2 separate regions of the Sus scrofa genome follow, and region 2 is linked to region 1. A link is a contact called in public HiChIP or PLAC-seq data. All regions are on one chromosome and are shown on one strand. Each heading gives the region's core, a stretch centred on a gene start, on an enhancer-like site or on the middle of the called end of the contact. The rest is flanking DNA. Distances are from core to core; before and after follow the strand shown. Region 1 holds the start of ZNF438 (zinc finger protein 438). Region 2 overlaps LOC102164518 (a long non-coding RNA gene).

The links. HiChIP or PLAC-seq counts read pairs in DNA pulled down with a chosen protein or histone mark.
Region 2: an H3K27ac HiChIP or PLAC-seq map of skeletal muscle shows a contact between it and region 1. The contact joins the enhancer-like site here to the promoter of ZNF438 in region 1. A contact is called at or near these places in 1 of 5 promoter capture datasets (fetal liver), 6 of 47 Hi-C or Micro-C datasets (embryonic fibroblasts, heart right ventricle, liver and 2 more) and 1 of 2 datasets of contacts at active chromatin or transcription factors (skeletal muscle).

What each region holds. Positions count from the first base shown.
Region 1 is chr10:42,010,526-42,016,946 of Sscrofa11.1, reverse strand. ZNF438 (zinc finger protein 438) reads left to right here and starts at 2,556. Exons shown (of 19, transcript XM_021064197.1): 1 at 2,556-2,785. It overlaps ZEB1 (zinc finger E-box-binding homeobox 1), which reads right to left and starts at 3,833. Exons shown (of 11, transcript XM_021064196.1): 1 at 3,776-3,833. The coding sequence starts at 3,833. It overlaps LOC110255584 (a long non-coding RNA gene), which reads right to left and starts at 2,467. Exons shown (of 5, transcript XR_002336134.1): 1 at 1,708-2,467.
Region 2 is chr10:42,257,414-42,263,594 of Sscrofa11.1, reverse strand. It overlaps LOC102164518 (a long non-coding RNA gene), which reads left to right. Exons shown (of 6, transcript XR_305912.3): 4 at 1,544-1,640; 5 at 2,143-2,377; 6 at 4,644-4,761. Among named protein-coding and RNA genes, the nearest start is that of ZNF438, 250 kb to the right of the region's middle. Within about 2 kb of position 3,119, at least 69 of the 83 cell types and tissues checked have an H3K27ac peak or open chromatin away from gene starts, as enhancers often do. A contact at or near this core is called in embryonic fibroblasts, fetal liver, skeletal muscle and 1 more, where this site is marked.

The sequences.
Region 1 (6,421 bases), core at 1,307-3,806:
AAGTATGCAAAATAAAATATGGACAAATTATTACATATTCTTCTCTAAAGCTAATAACATAAAACAAAACTTTCTTTTAACAAGCAGTAATGCAGCTGGTCTAAAGCAAGACTAAACTGATGCAATCTCAGTTTCAAGATTTAAAAAGATTTAAAAATTTATAAAACCGTTGAAACTAAAACAAACCTACTTTCCAGTACCAGTGGACTAGAAAATGCTTATGCCTCATTTACCCAGAGCTAGTTTTAAATAACGCTAAGCCTCAGAACTATACCAAAGGTCCCTATCAAAGCAGAGTCCCAAATCAACAGCAGACAGACAGATTTCTGGTATTCCACACCAATAATCATTTTTGTTAGCATCCTCTACCGGTGGATTTCAAAGACAGCAAGTAGAAATGCAAATGACAGAAGGTATGTATCTAGTATTCCATCAAGAGTGAATTAATCAGTACGTGATCATGAGTAGCTATAGTACCTTTCTCAGAAAACATAAATAACCACACAAAGAGTAGAAGTGGAAAAATAAGACATATTTTTAAAATACAACAAAGCATTACATTATAAATGGTTAAAAAAAAATCATTTTAAGCCATTCTAATGCCCCTCCTTTAGAGATGACTAACATCATTACCATAAAGTTACTACATAAGGTCTGATGCTCTGGCCAAACCTTGCTCTATTGGTTTACCCCTGTCAAGTTACATTACCTGATGCTCCCATTAATATCCTACCCTCAGATATATTCCAGAAAGGAAATTAAAATGTTTTACTGGAGGCTTAGCAGAAAACCTGCAATGCCTCCTTTTAAAATGAACAAAAAAAATATTTACATATAAATTATAGCAGAGTATCTTTACGACCACCTCCCACTGTATGCATCTTTTATTTCTTCATTAAAGATTTAAGAGTTAACATTTTCTCAAGCAATTCTCTCCAATAAACAACTGCAACTTAAATATGATTGCGTTGCTAAGAAATATTAACCAGCATCTATCCTAAGGTTTCACAACACAATGGCATATAACTTCATTTTTAAACCAGTCCTACGTTTAATCAAATACGGTGGCTGTAAACATCAGCAACGGATGAGATGCATCTGAGAACAAAAAGAAATACAAGGACAGAGCCAAAAGTGATGAAAATGGAAGATACCTGTAGTAGCACAGTGCTGTCTCAAACACCTTTTGTTTTCTCAGAGTAATGCACACTGCAGACAAGACATTTTGTGCTAAACAGCCCCAAATCTGTTTTTCTAATATTAAACACAAAGGAAAAACACTGACAGCAAGCGTGGTAAATAAATCCCTCCCTTGAGAATGAAAGCAGCAAGACAAGAGGGGGCTGACATACATGCAGGAGAAAACTAAACACCATCTTTTTTCTACCTGCACAAGTTGCCATTTGCTGCAGCGATCCAGTAGCTCTTTTTCCTGTTGATTTCAAGTACCTTTCCGGATCGCTATTTTCCCCCTTAAGTCATCTGTTGATATGCCTTATGAGTGCAATATTCCTATCACACGATCTTTAGGAGAAAAATCCATTCTTTCCTGCTCAGGTAAACATGTTTACAGCAGCTGCACAGACGCTGGGTGGTTCAGACTCACATGTCACACACATGTCGTCAGCAACAAGAAAAGCCCCTTTCTCTGGCGACGAACATTTTAAATAAGGTAAAACGCGAACGGCCCTTTCCAAACCAACTTACCTTTCATAAAGCCACATCAGCAACAGCAGCCAACAGCTCAATACTGCACACACACTATTTGACGCTAAAACAGGAAATTAAAATTGCAATAGCTTATGCTCCGCTCCTGGTCGTTACAAGTAATCTCTCCACAATGAGGATACCAAATATTAGTTATCAATCACAACTAACAGACGTCTTCAAAATGCAAATGTGTGTTTGCCTAACTAAAATCCTTCATGAAAGCAGTGATTTTAATGTCGGCTCGGATATATTCAAAATACGTTTACGATCGGAAGGAAACATCTTTGAAACAGCTTTAAACCTTCCTATCTGCTCCTAGACAGGAAATCCCACACAAAATCTAAAATTGCCAGCAAAGGTTACAAAACCTCGCGTTTCGCATCCCGGAGGGGAGGGAGAAAGGGAGCCCGGGCATGGGGGTGGGGCGAGCGCCAGAGAGTTTTGACTTAAACCCGTATTTCCTCATTTTCTGGAGGACCCCGCTAGCCCCTTACAGGCGCCTTTATTTTCCTACTGGCAAAAACTCCTTTTAAAAATAACGTAGGAGTCCAAAGGAGCCCCTCAGTCCGCAATGTCCGTCCAATTCCTTATATAGACTCGGGCCGCAGCCGGCGGCAGGGCCGTTGCCGCCCATTATTCTCCAAACAGGTACCGGGCGGCGCACAAGTCGCGGCCCTCTCGCTACAGGAACTGTCCAGACAATAACAAGCAGCAGACATTTCGCTGCGGAGCCAGCGGGCACAGCATCGCCTCGAGATAAGCAGATAGGCAACCAACTTACACCGTCTCCCCAAACTGGAAAAGGCGACTGTGCAACCACCACCGCCACATGTTCGGGTCTCGCTCTCTTTCGCTATTATTAATAATAATAATATTATTTAAACTCTCACGCCAGGCAGAGGGGAGTGCGTCCGGGCACATCAGCACTAATCAATAAACACTGCGGCTGCAGCGCGGGCAGCAGCGCCCCGCGTCCGTCAGTCCGTCCGCCCCCTCCCCCACCCTCCTTCCACCCGAGACCCAGAGCCCTCTGAGCTCCATTATCCGGCTTCAGCGCTCCGCGCGTCCGGGCCAGGTAACAACTTCCCCCAAACCGAAAGAGAACCCCGGAGACACACGCACTGCACCCCGTCCCGGCACGGAGGTGGCGTCCTCCCGGGAGGGGATCTGTCTGTGGTGCTTCCCGGTCCCTGGGACCAGGTAACAACTCTGCCAACCCGCTGCCCCCCGCGGCTCCCACGGCCGCTGCTCGGGGCCCGCCCGCGCCCCCGCCGGCGCCCAGCGGTACGCGGACCCACTTGGGGCGCGGCGGCGGCGGGGGGCGCCCCGGGAGGAGGGGCGCTTAGGGACCCGCGACTCCGCGCCGCGAAACCCTGTCCCGCGCCGAGCGCGCCTCGCCGGCCCGTCCCAACTTTACCGCCGCCGGCCCTGCCGGGTCCGCCCGCTGCGCGCTCCGCGCCGCCCGCGCACACGCGCGCACGGGCGACACGCAGCCCGCGGCCGCCGCGTCCCGCCGCCGCCCGCCTGCCCGCCCGGCCGAGCCGTGGGGCCCGAGCGACCGCGCCAGCCGGGGCCGCGGAAGCCACTCCGCCCGGGCAGCGCCGGCACAAGTTAGTTCCTTGGTTCCCGGGGCCTCGGCGCCGCGGGGACGCAACGCCGGCGGCGCCGAGGGGCACAGGAGTGGGGAAAAGTGTGAAAAGAAGCAACAGCCGCTCCCCCCGAGCCCAGAAAAGTGGCGGCCGCGTCCCGGCCGCCCGCCCTGCGCCGGAGATGCGGCAGCGGCGGCGGCTAACGGTCCAGGGAGGCGGCAGGGGCGGCAGGAGCCGCTAGGCGGAGAGACCAGGTAAGAGACATAACGGTTCAGGGAGAGCGAGCGGCCGCGGCGCGGCTCCGGCGGCGGCGGCCGCGGAGGGGGGCAGAGAGCACTACTTTCTACTTTCCCACTCCACTTGGCCCGTCCCTGCCCGGCCACCCCCAGCCCGGCTCGCCCCCCTCGCCCCCGGGGGCGCCCCGGCCGCCCGGCTCCCCCTGACTCCGCTGCTCCCCGGTCCCCTCCGCCACTCACCGTTATTGCGCCGCGGGTTCGCCTGCTTTCTGCGCTTACACCTGGGGCCATCCGCCATGATCCTCTCGCTTGTGTCTAAATGCTCGAGTCACCACCTCCCCCTCCCTCCCCCTTCCCCCCCAACCCCTCCGCCTCCACCCCTCCCCCCTCCCCACCGCACCTGGTTTACGACACTCGCGGCTTTACGACATCACCTTCCTTACACCTAGAGCCGCTCGCTCTACGGCCGGAACCTTGTTGCTAGGGAGTGGACGGTTTGCGGCAGCTGGAGGAGCAGCTGAGTTTGAACCGAGTGGCAAGAGAAAAGTTCCCCCAGGTGTCGCGGGCGGGGGGCGGGGGCGCTGGGAAGCGATACGGACGTGGTACGAAGGGCGACTGGCCGTCGGAGGGAGAAAGGTAAAGGAGGAGGCTCTGGACTGGCCACACCCGCCGCGGCCGCCAGGGGCATGTTTGGTTCTGGCTGATTCTCGGGATCCTGCGCCCTGGGGACTGCCCTTCGGAATGGCCGCAGTGACCTGTCCTCCCTCTTCCTCCGGTGGGGCTCACGTACCCCGGGGCCGCCCAGGGATTCTCCGGAATCAGAAGGAGGCAGGTTCGCGGAGCAGCGAGAGGCTACCCCCCGGGAGAGGCTACCTGAGCCCCGGACTTCTGGTCCCCCCCTCCTCCTCCGATGCACGGTTTTTCCCTGCGCTAACTGGGATGGGAAGTGACTTCAATTAAATAGAAGTTCAGCTGGACCGAAAGAGGGGCGAGAAGTTCCGCTTGCGAGTCACCTCGGCGGTAAAGCGGAATGAGTAATCCCCACGCCGGCCTGTCTCACTTCCTCCTCCTCGCTGGGCGCGCTCACCTGCTGTCACCTCGGCTTCCCCCACCCTGCCGCCAGCCGGCCCCAGTCCTCCTCTCTCCGCCCCCACCTCCATGAGTAGAAGGGCCGGATCGGAGGCGTCTAAACGTAGAGTTAAGGTATAAACAGGCCACGACTTACTACCTGGATAGGCAACTGTCGCTGTAGAAGACCTTGCAGCAAGAAACAGACTGGGAGACGTTGTCTTGGAGACCGATGGATTGATTGCGGTCTTATCAAGTCAGGTCTCTGACTTGGGGCAAGTTTAAGGGATTTCTGAAACGTAGATAACACCATCAAGTACCGAGAAAATCAAGTTTTCAGTATCGAGCAGGACTTGGCTTTCCACTCCTCCCCACCTTCAAATGAGGAAATGTCTTTGAGACCGTCTCTGGAATGAATGACTTGAGCTGTATTTCAAATTGTACTGTAGAAGTTGGTAGGGAAATTGTGGAAAGTGAAACGTAGCATACAGAGTATTAGAAATAACAGTACATCACCCAGCATAGTGCTGTCACATAGTAGGTGCTCAATAAATGTATGCCTGTAATTTTTGCCATACCTATGGTGGGACTTTTTTTATACGATGTTAATCTTTTAAACATTCTTCACAATTTTAGAAGATTCATTAATAATCTTTTCCAACCTTTCAACTGAAATAAATTTATAGCTGAAGTCTGGTGATTTAAAATTAGAAAGTTTAATCCTGAATATAGATGAACATTTTCTCTCACGTTTGCTTTGGCATTTTGAGACGTGAATGCATTAATTATTGCTGCATGAGATGTGACTGTAAATATTCTTTGCTATACGTTATGTCTGTATATCTATTCTCCAATGCCAAAACCAGAATCATCTTTTTTTTTTTTTTTCTTTTTTGGCCTCACCTGCAGCATATGGAAGTTCCTGGGCCAGGGATCAAATCTGAGCCGCAGCTGTGGCCATGCCTGATCCGTAGCCTGCTGTGCTACAGCAGGAACTCCTAGAATCATCACTCTAATTATCATTTTACATACCGGCAGTCCTGGCTTTCCTCAATACCATATTAATCGAACTTGCACATGTGAGAACCCTGATGCTATTGCTTTGCTTGGTTCAAGTGGTGATTTTTCCCTCCCTTCTTAAGAGCTATGTAATGTTCTTGGATTTCCACCTGTATCAGCTTATAAACTTTATCCTTTGCCAGCATCTCCCTGCTCCCTCAACGCACACACAACTTTTTTACAGCTACCCTAATTTCCAGTCAGAAAGGAAAAAAGACTTTCTAACTCTTGTACACATTTCACGTTTAAACTTATGAAGCATCACACATGCCATTTCTCTTTCTGAGATGCCAGTTCCTGTATCTCCCCACTAGGCTTTCCTCAATGTTCATCCTCACTTTGAAATCAGAGACAAGTGAAGGGGGAAGCCAAGTAGAAGTCATCTTCCTTACTTGAGTGGTTACTAGTTGAGTTATTTTGGGCCAGACTATTCAAAGCCTTGTAGACAGATACCTCTTTTTTTTTCTTTTTGCTTGTTCATTTCTGTGCCCTCAGCACCTAGCAGAATATCTAGTCACATAGTAGATGCTCGGTAGGTAAATAAAAGCAATGCTTTTAATTTAAAAGTTCTGTTGGGAATTCCCATTATGGCTCAGCAGGTTAAGAATCTTGACTAGTATCCATGAGGATGCAGGTTTGGTCCCTGTCCTCTCTCAGTGGGTGAAGGATCTGGCGTTGCCACAAGCTGTGGTGTAGGTTGAAGACAAGGCTTGGATCTTGTGTGGCAGTGGTATAGGTGGGCAGCTGTAGCTCTGATTA
Region 2 (6,181 bases), core at 1,870-4,369, 250 kb before region 1:
TGGATCTTACGTCAACTCCATTTTTAGTTTTTTTGTTTCTGTTTTTGTTTTTTGTCTTTTTAGGGTTGTACTCGTGGCATATGGACGCTCCCAGGCTAGGGGTCAAATTGGAGCTGTAGCCACTGGCCTACGCCACAGCCACAGCAACACCAGATCTGAGCCACATCTGCAATCTATACCACAGCTCACTGCAAGCCTGGATCCTTAACCCACCGAGCAAGGCCAGGTATTGAACCTGCATCCTCATGGAAGCTAGTCCATGAGCGGATTCATTTCTGCTGAACCACGACGGGAACTCCCCTTTTTTTTTTTTGAGGAACTTCCATGCTGTTCTTCATAGTAGCTGCACCAATTTACATTCTTTCCAACAGTGTAGGTGGGATCCCTTGTCTCCACACCCTCTCCAGCACTTGCTATTTGTAGAGACTTTTTCTTTTTTTTTTGTCTGTACCTTCAGCATGTGGAAATTCCCAAGCCAGGGACGAAACCTGTGCCACAGCAGCAACCCAAGCCACTGCAGTGACAACTCCGGATCCTTAACTTACTGTGCCACAAGAGAACCCCTGTAGACTTTTTATTTTAATTATGGCCATTTTGATCAGTGTGAGGTGGTATCTGATTATAGTTTTGATTTGCATTTCTCTAATCATCAGCAATGCCCAGCACCTGTCTTTTCATGGATGACACCTCTTCATTATTCAGAGGTCCCAGTTTGAGTGCTGGGTCACTTGGTCAGTCAGCAGGTACTTGGTCAAGGGCTGAAGTGACTGGGGAACATGGCCCCTTAGGGATGTCACTTTTTTGTGTGTTGCAGTTTCAGGCCTGTTGATCACCCTGGCTCTCAACCTACTTCTCTCCTGTCAGTCCCACCCAGGGAAAATCTGGAAGTGTCTAGTGCCTGCAGATATGAGATCTAAAGAGAACTGACCAGGGTTGTTTAACAAATCCAACTAGGAACCATGAGGTTTTGGGTTCAATCCCTGGCCTTGCTCAGTGGGTTAAGGATCCGGTGCTGCTGTGACCTGTGGTGTAGGTTGCAGATGCGACTCGGATCCCGTGTTGCTGTGGCTCTGGCGTAAGCCAGTGGCTTCAGCTCCAATTAGACCCCTAGCCTGGGAACCTCCATATACCGCGGGAAGCAGCCCTAGAAAAGGTAAAAAGACTAAATAAATAAATAAATAGAACAGACCAGAGAAGGAAACACAGCTCGCCTCTCCTGCTGGTCCTGGAGGGAGAGGTCACACCCATGGATGCTCGAGGAAATGGCTCCATTGCTCCCTGGCAGCAGGCTAGGAAATACTGCCCACACCCCAACTGCAGTCCCCGAGGCCATCGGATACACCTGGGGCGCCTCAGGGCAGGAAGTCCCAGAAACCACATACAGTTTCTGACCAACCACTTCAGCTTTTTCTGGGCTTGAAAAAGACAGGGGCGGTGCAAGAATCATCTTTGGTTCTGCCGCAGTGGAGACCCATGACGTCTTGCTCCCAGTAGATTCTGCATGCATACTTATGTGACTGAATGGATGTCCCCCCTACCACAGACGGCAGCTGTCCCATCTCAGAGGCACCTCAGGTGGTGGCCTTGAACTTGGTGTCCAGACTGAAATGGGAAACCATACACCGTAAGAGGTGGAGCAGGTAAGGATGGGGGTGAGGGGAGGCTGGCAGGAGCGGAGGCAGGGTTTTGTTCCTGACCCTGCCTGGTGATCAGCTTATTCCCTAAAGCAGAAGGATTAATAACCAGGGTAATTTTATCCCTGTTAGAATGTAACTACAGATGTGGGCTTATTGGGCGAAACAGCTAATCCTTTCTACATTTGGCTTACTCGTGAAACTCGATGCCTGGAGTTGTCAAAAGCACTATTTGCACGAGGCCTGCTGCCCCTGAAACCTTTCTCTTCTGGGCCCAGTGGGCAGCTGTCCCACTGCGCTGGCACTTGCCTCTTGGGTGAGCTGACTCACTGGCCTGGTGATGGAAGGGGAGGGGAGAGGCCTGTGGGTATATATAGACCTAAAGTGAGGGAGAGGGTAGGTGAAGGAAAATACAAGATGTGGGGTGCGGGGAGAGGGTACACAGAGAGCCTGGAGAAAAAAAACTCTTGGGAAAATCTAAGGTTCATTGTGATCCCTCGTCCCCCAGGCTTAAGGCACGGGGGAGGCAGCAGGAGGAGGGAAGAAGGCGAGGGAAAGGGGGTACCCCTCGATAGGAGCCAGCAGGCATCCAGGGATCTGCAGCGTGGTGATGGCTGGAGGCGCAAAAGTCAGGAGACACAGTTAATCCAAGAGCTGTTGCTGCTGCTGCTGTTGCAGAGATGAAAGACTTTCCAAGCCAGTCAGTGATATGCTTGGAGCTTTCCCCTGTGCAGCCACCTGTGGTGAGTAACGGGAGACTTGGTTCCTCCTCCTGCACCCGGGGAGCCCCGGGAAATTGGGGGAGTGGGCGTGGCCAGGGTGGTGGGGCGGGGCCCCAGTGAGCAGGCGCCAGTGACCTCCCTCCCTCTTCCCCACCTCCCTCGGTCTAGGTCTCGAGCACCGCCTCCCGCTGGGTGTGGCCGAGCTTCAGACATTCCCCCCCCCCCCCCCCCCGCCCCATCCCGCCCCCAAACATCCCCCTCCTTTTCCACCGACTCCGCCCTTGATCGCCCTGGCCCACACAGTGCTACAGTGCGACACAGGAAGCCCCTCCTCCCTGCTACCCACCCGAGGCGGGGTGGGGGGGGGTGGGGGCGCGAACAGGTCGATACCCCCTCCTCCTACCCCGACCCCTCACGGACTTTTAGTTCGGGGCTGCTGGGTTAAAGCTTCATTCCAGTGTGCTGCATTCCAGAAACTTTAACAGATGCCCTGGCGTTCTTGGAAGACGCTGAGAGGGAAAGCGGCCGACGTCTCCACCCAAATGCCCCAGAATCAGATAGGACATTTGCCTCTGGTGCGGGGAGCAAAGGGCAGAGTGGCCAGAAGGCTTGTAATAAAAACCTCCCTTCCCTTCCCTCTGACCTGGGTCCTTCATTACTGACCCCAGCCCTTAAGAATCTGGAGCCTGCAACCCTCTCCACCTGGCGGGGCTGGTCAGGAGGCCGGGCGGGGAAGGATTCGGCCTCCTGGGCGGGTCCCGGGGTGGGAAGGCTCTCATCGCCATGGCAACGAGCTCTTCCCGTGGGAATAGCGAACTCTTGAACGTGCAGCACATGGGAAAGTGACCTACTGAGTGCCAGCTGGGGGTCCAGGCGGGCGGGTATGGGGGGGATCTGCAGGGAGAGGGCGCGCGACCGAGCTCGACATGCGACCCCCAAACCTGGATGCAGGGCCGCGCGCTTTTCTTCTGAGTCAGACGGGGCCACACAGGCAGGACACGTGATGCGCGGGGCTCTCCCCTGGCTGCCAGTTAGCAGCCAGATCTGCTGACTCGCTTAGAACAGCCGCTGCCCAGTGTTGGCCCGGGCTGGGTGGGACGGTTCCCTTCTGTGGGTCTGTTCCAGCGCCCTAGCTGGTGAGACCAGTAGCTCCTGTTGGGAGGACAGGCGTGTTGGCTGTGGAATTCAGTTCTACGTGGCTGAGGCCCCTGACTTCTTTTTACAATTTTTAAAGAAGTTGTAAAGGTTGTACTAACCTTTTAAAAAAGTGTAATTTCTTTTTTTAATTCAAAAAGATGAAAAGAAGGAACTGAACACAATCTGATCTACACCCTCCCCATCTTTCCACCCCAAAATAACGGACCACTGTTAACATTTTGTTATCATTCTTCCAAATTATGCCCACACCTAGGGGTGTACTAGTTACAAAAATTATGGTGCATATGATGTTTGTCGCCTGCATTTTCACTTAACTCACCACAGACCTGGAAAGATAGAGAAAACTCTGTATTATTATTTCTAAGGGCAACATAGGATTACTATAATTTATTAGCCAATTTGGTGTTGCTGGAAATTTAAATTTCTTTACAATTTTTTACTCTTCTACATGGCGACAGACATCCTTCTACCTACATTTTTTGCACCTAGCCTGTTAGTTTTCTTAAGGTCAACTTCTTGAAGTAGAATTACTGGGTCAGAATGTATGGATGTTTTAAATTTTGATGCTGGTTTATAAATCCTAGGTCTGTGGGCAGCTTTTGAGAGCCAGTGGACTTCATTTTCTCCCCCATCGGTCTTAGGAATAACACGGAAAAATTCATTATGTAGTTTGTATTCCTCCCAAAGCAATATCGGAAACAAGAGCTGTGAATAGTTTTTCCCAGAGGCGATCCAAGAAGCACGCTGCAAGTTCAGCAGGACAAGGTCCAGGAATGGATAGGTTACTGCTGTGGGCAGTGGGGCCCAGTCAGTCCCCCTGGAGGCCCTCTGGGAGATCACGTAGAACACGCCTGAGAATTGACCCCCAATCCTGTCGGCAGGGCATCAGCTCCTACATCTTCTGACTTCTCTCGTGGTTCTTTAGAAAACCTCTGCAGGTGAATTCTGAGGTAGGCCAAGGGGATGTGACTGTCACACCTCCAGCCATAGTTACACACGAATTATTACTCCTTCCCCTGAAACCAAGCCAAGGGAGGTGCTCAATCCAGGACAAAAATTGCAAAATGGGTTAAGATTTCGTCAACCTCACCACCTTCCCTCTCTCTTCTCGAAACCATCTCTTCCCCAGGCTTCCAAGGTCTTTGGTCCTCCAAGACACATCAAAAAGGACTTCCCATGGGAGTTCCCATTGTGGCTCAGTGATAATGAACCTGACTAGGATCCATGAGGATGCAGGTTCCATCCCTGGCTTCGCTCAGTGGGTTAAGGATTCAGTGTTGCTGGCTTGGATTTGGTGTTCCTGTGGCCGTGGCGTTGGCCAGCAGATGCAGCTCCGATAGGACCCCTGGCCTGGGAACTCCCATATGCTGCAGGTACGGCCCTAAAAAGATTCACACACACAAAACAGGTCTTCTCTTCCTTCACTTAGTATGAGAGTCTCTAGTTCCATCCATGTTGTTGCAAGTGGCATTATGTTGGTATTTTTATGGCTGAGTAGTATTCCATTGTGTATGTATATCACATCTTAATCCATTCATCTGTCGATGGACATTTAGGTTGTTTCTATGTCTTGGCTATTGTGAATAGTGCTGCTGTGAACCTAGGGGTGCATGTATCTTTAGGAATTATAGTTTTGTCCTGATATATGTCCAGGAGTGGGATCACTCGCTCATATGGTAGCTCCATATTCAGTTTCCTGAGGAACCTCCATACTGTTCTCCATAGTTGTCATACCAATTTACATTCCCACCAACAGCATGGAGGGTTCCCTTTTCTCCACACCCTCTTCAGCACTTGTTATTTGTGCACTTCTTAATCATGGCCATTCTGACTGGTGTGAGGTGGTACCTCATTGTAGTTTTGGTTGGCATTTTTCTAATGGAGATGTTGAGCATTTTTTCACATGCCCACTGGCTATCCATATGTCTTCTTTGGAAAAATGTCCATTTAGGTCTTCTGCCTATTTTTCGATTGGGCTGTTTGTTTTTTTGTTACTGAGTTGTATGAATTGTTTGTATATTTTGGAGATTAAGCCCTTGTTGGTTTCATCATTTGCAACTGTTTTCTCCCATTCTGTAAGTTATGTTTTCTTTTTCAATGGTTTCCTTTGCTGTGCAAAACTTTCAAGTTCGATTAGGTCCTACTTGTTTATTTTTGGTTTTATTTCTCTTGCCTTGGGAGACTGCAGTGGTCACTTTTGAATGCTAGTGTCCCCTGTTGAGTTGTGAGCTGCGTGAGGACAAGGACCTTGGCTTTTACTTCCCTGACTGGCTATGTGCAGTGAGCATCCGACACTGGTCGACTTGCCCTCTGTCGGGGTTTCTTGCAGGGACACAGGAGGATGGGGTCCTGCACCTTCCTATGCAGGCATCTTTGTTTTTATCGGCACAGCCCCCTCGAACCCTCTGCAGTCCCTAGGAATCCCCTGCTCATCAAATCTAGCAGATTCCCTGTTTTCCGTCTGCCTTCTCTCTCTGCAGCATCTGGCACTGTTTGCTGCTTCCACCATCTTGAAATGATCCTTCCTTGGCCTCCATCTCGTCACACCCTCTCCACGTCCTTCTGTCCAATGAGTTGTTCGCTTTTGTCTTGCACAAAGTTCTCCCCTGAGCCTCCATCCTCAGGAGCAGCATGAGGTAGTGGAAAGAATGCAGGTCTGGGAGCCAG